Regions from separate parts of the Zea mays genome. Here region 2 is linked to region 1. Evidence: chromatin contacts called from public Hi-C data. All regions are on one chromosome and are shown on one strand. The core of a region is the stretch at or near the end of the contact, and the rest is flanking DNA. Distances in the headings are between cores, read along the strand shown. Region 1 holds the start of LOC103643703 (patatin-like protein 3). Region 2 holds the start of LOC100285436 (synaptic vesicle 2-related protein).

Region 1 (3,463 bases), core at 314-2,813:
TCCACCTTCTCCGCGTTGGTCCGCTCCGACAGCCTTCGCCCCCGGAACAGCACCGACTCCACGCTGCGCTGCGCAAGCATCGCTCCCGCTGCCGCGTGGAGCGGCGCCGGCGCCTTGCGGGCCTGGATGCGCACGTACTTGCATCCACACGCGTCTCCGAACGCCATGGCCACCGACTCGTCCACCATATCCGCGACGCCCTCGGCGGTGACGCGCGCCAGCTCCCGCGGCGACGGAGAACGCGCGGGCATGGGCGTGCTGGACCCGTCGCAGACGGTGGCCGAGGCACCGGCGCCGATGGAGAGCACGAGGAGGTCTTGGACGCCGGTGGCGAGGGGGAACTCCTGCTTGTTGTGGAGCACGTGCGTGATGGCCGCCGCGGCCGGGTTGCCCATGGCCGCCACTCCCCCGGACGCCGCGGCGATGGCCGTGGCGCCATCGACCGACCTCACGCTCGCGAGCGCGCCACCCGCGGCGCAGGTGGCGGCACACACGTCGCGGAGTCGGAAGTCGAAGCTGTCGCTCTCGACGGCGTCGGCGCGGGAGAAGACGAACGGCGCGGCCGTGGCGAGGTCGTGGCACGGCACGAGGAGCGGCGCCACGGTGTCCCTGAGCGTCGCGTCTCCGAACGCGCTGCGGAAGAACGACCGGTCCCCGCCGCGGGCGGCGCCGCGGAACAGCTTCGCCCACGGCCCGCGCCGGCGGCCTCCCCAGCCCTTCCCGCCGATGCTCCCGGCCACGAACGCGAGCGCCTCGTTGGCCGTGTACCGCGGCCGGCCGTCGGCGCCCCTCAGGAACAGCATCGCGGCGAGCACTCCGCCCGCGCCGGCGCCAGCCGCGAGGTCGAAGAAGTCGGCCACGCGCGCGTCCGGGTCGCCGGTGCGGTCGCGCAGCCCGGCCTCGAGCCGCGCGAGCGCGGCGGCGGCCAGGAGCGCGTCCTCGGCGCCCGCGCCGCAGCCGTCGATCGCCAGTACCCGCACGCGCCCGCCGTCCAGAAGCGCCCGGGGAGGCGTGCCGGGGCCGAGGAGGAACGTTCTCTCGAGCAGGGAGAAGATCTCGTAGCTGAGCTTGTCCACGCCCATGCCTTTCGTGGGCGGCGACGCCATTGCCGCGTACGCTTCCATCTCCCGCTCAGTATCACAGGCGCAAGCAAGGCAAGCAGCAGGACAAGGGCCGCTAGAGTAGACTAGGGTGGGAACACGTAGCTTGGCTGCCGGTGGAGCTCGAGAAAGCTCGTGATGTGTGAGAGTGAGACTGCGACTGCTGCTTTTTATAGGACGCGTCCTCCATCCTACCTCGAGGCCGGGAGCATGCTATCGCTCCCCCCGGACGCACGACGTGGCACGCTCGGGCTGCGCCGGACAGCTAGCTAGCGTACGGTACGGAATCTGGATCGGCGGGTGCGGGTGGGACAGACAGCAGACGAGAGACGACCCGACACGAAGGTCGCAGGAAGCGCCGAATGCTATGCTATGCTCCGCTGGAATGGATCACCTGGGCATGGGTGTGGGTGTGGCCGCGCGCGCGCACCCGACGACGAAGCTTCGATTATAGTTTGGGATGGAGGAAGTAGCTAGGCAGTTGCAGTTCTCTCTATGTAGATTGAATTCACCATGGATTCCTTCAATTGAGAAACGATTAATCATTCATTGCATTGCATCGTTTCGGGTTCATCTCTCTGCATGGCCCTCCTGCCGACACTGCATTGCAATGCCTGCTCTTCCTTTCCATGGGATTGATTTCATGGCGCACACGTGCGTGCTCTGTGTATACCGATGTGCCAGCTAGCAGCCTGTAATCGTGTCCATTCCACTCAAAGTGCCGGCAAAGTAGCTAGGTAGCCGGTTCTCTCAAGCCTCTAATTCTAATCCACGAAATAATTGAAGGAGATACAAAAAGGGGGGGCGTTGTAAAGAAGGTCAGCTGGTGACGTGCCTACCTAAAACAAGCTTTTCGAGCATATATCTATCTATCTGTTTGTTTAAGCTCGTAAAACTAGCTCATCATGTCAATGACAACATGTTTCATCTTGTCGCCTTGTCGGAGTTGCTTACTGCACGTTTGCGTACACATGTTTCGTGAGATAATGACATGAACGTGTGAAATAATATTTTTTAGCTGGTTAGAGCATCTCTAAAAGTCCCTTAAAATCCTCCTTAAACAGAAATTTAAGGAAAAAGTGAATAATGAAACCTCCAACGGATCCTTTGAACCTCTTCCATCTTTTTTTATATCCCTCAAATCTCCATCATCTGTATCTACAAACAGGGAATATTTTGGTTGCCCTAAAATAATCGTCGTCGGTCCCATCTATCACATCGACATTTTTCCCGGTCCACCCAACTCTTGTTCCACCCGCCTGCCTCCATCACTAGTTGTCTACCGCCAACTGCCCCCACAGTTCTCCGTCGTCGGCCGCTCCCATCAGCAGTTCTCCGTCGTTAGCCATTCTCATCACCACTTCTCCTCCACCCACCCATCACTAGTTCTCGCAGCACTATATTGCCTCAGCGAAGAGCATCCGAGGAACTGGGCTATCGTGCTACACGCACAAGGTAAGCACAACCATGTCTGTATTTGCTTCTATACTGTAGCCATCACATTTGGGATATGGATTTGCTTCTATATTGTAGCCATATTTGTCAAATTAATTTGTGACCATGTCCTTGATGGTTGCTGATTTGATGAATACGATAAACCAACAGGAAATAGGTTATACAACTTATTGGTTTGTGTTGGATGCAAGTGATATTTGAAACTCCTATTTACACTTGCTTTTGTGCGAACATAAGGTTGACTTCTCCCTTGTGGTTTGGATTGATGATGAGTGATTATCAACGGATAGCACTCTGGGGTAGTCAGTGGACTGACCAGAGTGTGAGATTATGTATGTGCAACCATGTCGGTCCGCTTGTGGTGTGTAGATGTGGAGCATAGATACGGTGGTCGGCGGCTAAGGTGAAGGTCATGCGGGCTCGTGCTGATGGACTGGGAGCGGTGAAGGACGAGCGTTGGGTCTTGGCTGACGGGCCGGAGCAAACGGGTAACCAACCGTGGTGGCTAACACTCGCACGAGGACGTGGTCGAGGACTGGTGGGACATGCGTCTGGTTGTGGAGGACGTGCACGCGGTGCGATACTCACGGTGGTTTGGTGTTTGAGCCTCAAAACCACCCTGCGCTACGGATGGTGGGTTTTGCTGGGTTTGGGCCTCAAAACTCGGCGGCGACGGTTCAAGAGAGAATCAGTGAGGGCACATGACATCACAGTGAAGGGTGCATCGAGGCGAAGCAACTTCGTGTAGAGTGTGTGGCCGTTAGATCAAAAACTTAGGAGATGGTCTATTTCGCACCCAATGGAGTGCATAGACTCTATGTAAATAGGGCTAGTTTAGGAAATAAAAATAACCCTCTATAAATAGAGGAAATGGCTGGTTAGTCTAGTATGACTTTGCTGTCATTTGT
Region 2 (3,627 bases), core at 626-3,125, 830 kb before region 1:
GGTTATCAAATTGTTTATGCAAATCTGGCCGTTTATGAGGCATCCCACTCTGGTTTTATTATTTTACAGGTAGCAAGAGGGAAGATAAAAGAGAGAGGTGCAAACTAGACGAAAGAGAAGAACAAATTGCTTGCCTTTTACCGTGCTGATTCACTACATGAGGTCGCTAACTGAAATGACTCATTGGTTTATTGACTCAGTGAACTGATTCCAACCACAGGTCACATAGTAAAACTAATACCAGTACCACGACCACTGTCAAAACTGTATTGGTTATTTGGACGTAGGTGTGATTAGATCCAATATCTTCAGACTAGTGAGAAATGAAATCAGTTTCCTGTGAATCCTAAAGGACTTGAAATTATTCCTGCCTGCCTTAAGAAGCCAAGGCCTGTAAATTGAAACATAAAGAGTTTGCTGGAGCAGATCCTTACTTTCTTCCGTATCTGTCGGAAATAAAGCCCCAAGCACAAGCTCCGATTAGCATGCCAGCAAACACAACACTGGATAGCAGACTCTCGTCTTGGGGAGAGACATTCCACTCTTCCCGCACCACTGGTCCAAGGAATGACAATAGCATGACCTCCATGGCTTCTGCAACCCAGCCCATTCCTGCATATGCAAGGACAAGTGCTTGGAACTTTCCAAACCCCATGAGCGTAAGAGCGTCATCAGTAGTGTATGTTTCCATATGAGCAGCACCTGCAGATTCTGCAAAGCAAAAGGTGTCTCTAAGAAATTCCAAGCATAAACTTGTGGTGAACCAACAATCAGAGATTTTGAGATTGCACGTATTTGCTTTTATAGTGTTTGTCAATACCATATACAAAACGAATCCATTTTTAGGGAACATACTGGACTCACCACTGAACCAGTGTGTGTAGCACCGTGATCTGACAACGCTTATTTGATGAGTAGAATGAGTATCAGTGTCTATCTGATCCAAGTTTCAGAATCAACCATTGCAGTGCATTGACATTTTCTCTTTTTTTTCCTTTTTTTCTTTTGCGAGAAGATCTTTATTTTTCTGGAGTAAAAGAGGATGCCGATCGCCACTGCACAGTGAAGGAGGTCAATGTTCAGAAACAGAAGGCAAGTGTAATCCACCCAGCAAATTAAGGGAGCCATGCTTTATTGACAGAAGCTGAGAGCACAAAGGAAGCATAACTACAGAAGATGGGCAGCATAGTAACGATAGCGGAGACGAACTGCCATATTTCGGCATAGTATATTCCTTGTGGCTAGAGAGATCGTACGGTATATTGGCTGAAGATGCGCAGGAGCGTCGACTTTGAGTGGCAGCTGATTGGGTACATCTTCTTGACACTGGTTTCTCAACTCAGACTAAAGAAACGCCACGAGTAAATACGCGGAGCTACAGGTCCATGGTTTTGCCATAGACCATAGTTCAGGGCCGAATTTCAGAGCGTGCATACAGATACAGTGAGAGCACTGCCGCTTAAGTCGAGCAGTACATGTATGCCTAGCCTAGTGTGTGCGCCCGCCGCACTCTCGCAGGAGGAGACCGCCACCGGTATTCGGCTACGGCAGGCCTGGAGCGGGGTGGAGGAGGACAGACGAAGGAAACGAAGGAATCAGTAAGAGGCGAGGGCAAGGGAGGAGTGGAGGGAAACGAAGCGAACCCAGGCTGGCGGGCGAGCTGAGCAGCGGATGCGGGCGACGCCGGTGACTCAGGACCGGCACTTCGAACGGAGGAGCGGTCGGTCCCTCTCCGCCCCGGCTGGCCGGTGGGCGCAGAGCGGCTTAGGTCGCGCCGCTCGCTGTTTGTTGGGAGGCGGTAAGACGAACGAGTAACGAGCGAGCCGCCTAGAGAGCAGATCAGCGTAGCACTTCTGGTGAGATGTTCAGTTTCGTTTGAAGTAGTGGGCGCTCCGGTCTTGGTGGTATTTTTATTTTTAAAACTATTTCTAAAAATAATATTAGGAATTTACTTAGAAAAAATATGTTTGAGCGCAGAAATCCTTCTAGCATGACTAACTATGTTGCCGTTTTTTTAATTTGATGATCCAAATGACACAGCGTGCTAAATTGGAGAACTACCGCTGCATTTTACGCTATCAAAAATATCGACTAGAACATGTTAAGCTAATCATCACCACCATTGTAAAGTAACGCAGTGTCCTCATTCCAACCCTCTACGATAATCTTATTCATGTGGATAGGCTCACCTTTCTATGTCCTATCTTATTTTTGTGTGAAGTATTTGGTCTCCAATTTACAGTGGCTTGAGAATTCAAGCATCCTTCTTTGCTCGCTCTTCTTCTCCTGCAAGATCGATGAGTTCGCAAAGTCTAGAAGTGTCCTCTTTATCTTCACCACTTTCATGGACCTCCGTAATATGAGATAATACACAAAGAGCCATTTTTACTTTATGCTCCTATGTCTTTCTTCTTTCAAACCTGACATGTGCTACCTTACTAGCGTGCTCATTGCATATATTGTTCTTTTCCTACAAAGAGAAATACGATAAATTAGCCACCTACATTAAAATAAAAACAAGGTATCAAAATAATTACATAATCCAAGGCAATCCAAGCACTCATTGTGCAAACCAGCAACAAGGTCATTCATGAGTTGCAATTGAATTTTGTCTCATTTGCCCTCTCCTCCTCTGCTTTCTACCTGGCATTCCATGGCCCTTGCATCTCTCAAACATACCACCCATTTGTACTTAGATATATCAAATTAAATAGATCTTGTTTCTATGCTTGGCGACGTAACTTATCTTTTTGGATTCTAACAAATTTGTTGACACACTGAGATCCATATTTTGATTTTTGTTGCATTACTTGCTTCTATCGAATTGTATCCTCACATTCATGTCTAAATTTGGAATCCTTTTAGTTTCATTTTCTAGTGCTCCATTGACAAAAGGTCATTATATGCCAAATGTTCAATTTTAAGTATTTAAAAATGTCCCACCAACCTCATCGTAATCAACCATATGGTCGCATCGATTGTCTATTCTAAGCTCCAAAGGAACTAGGGCGTAGCGTGCTTCAATTCCACATTTTTAGAGGATTGGGAGGGCTATGATATGTTTCTTTTCTTTCTCATTTTCTTTGGCTCTGACCAATAAGACTTAGGTATATGCATCCACTCAATAAAATGACACTTTCAATATTCATGGTGCAGACGAGGACATTATTAATTCTAGGGGTAAATACAAGGATCAAGATAAACAAAGATAAGGACAACTACATCTCCATAATCACGTAGAGGAGGGTTCTCAATGTGTTCATTGGTAGCTTTGATCTTCTCTTCGTTCATCATTGATGGGAAATTATATGGACGTGAAACCCACCGCTTGAAGCACTCGAGTGGTCGTCTTTCTCTGCACTAGCCATTGAAAAGTAAGTACCTTGCATCCAACTTTTCAAGACCATCCATGCTCTACAAAAAGGCACCTCTCATGGTCCTAAATAGGTCGATGACATCAACTTATCAGTAATTTAATAACATATATCAAGAAAAAACTAAATAAAATAAGTAATTTAATAACATATATAAACAAAAACTAAATAAAATAATTACTTACATTAAAACGACGACATATGTAGAACCAACAAGCGCCTATGTCTGGATGCCTTGATTGAGACTGAAAGG

What was found. A called contact is a pair of places that touch in the nucleus more often than the background predicts.
Region 2: a Hi-C map of tassel shows a contact between it and region 1, with 2.3 times the contacts expected there. The contact joins the promoter of LOC100285436 here to the promoter of LOC103643703 in region 1. A contact is called at or near these places in 3 of 25 Hi-C or Micro-C datasets (bundle sheath, ear and tassel).

What each region holds. Positions count from the first base shown.
Region 1 is chr1:258,171,537-258,174,999 of Zm-B73-REFERENCE-NAM-5.0, reverse strand. It overlaps LOC103643703 (patatin-like protein 3), which reads right to left and starts at 1,563. Exons shown (of 1, transcript XM_020546829.3): 1 at 1-1,563. The coding sequence starts at 1,124.
Region 2 is chr1:258,998,165-259,001,791 of Zm-B73-REFERENCE-NAM-5.0, reverse strand. LOC100285436 (synaptic vesicle 2-related protein) reads right to left here and starts at 1,875. Exons shown (of 7, transcript NM_001158329.2): 1 at 1,644-1,875; 2 at 865-1,055; 3 at 435-711. The coding sequence starts at 691. It overlaps LOC109943771 (a long non-coding RNA gene), which reads right to left. Exons shown (of 2, transcript XR_002266851.2): 1 at 3,560-3,627; 2 at 3,222-3,439.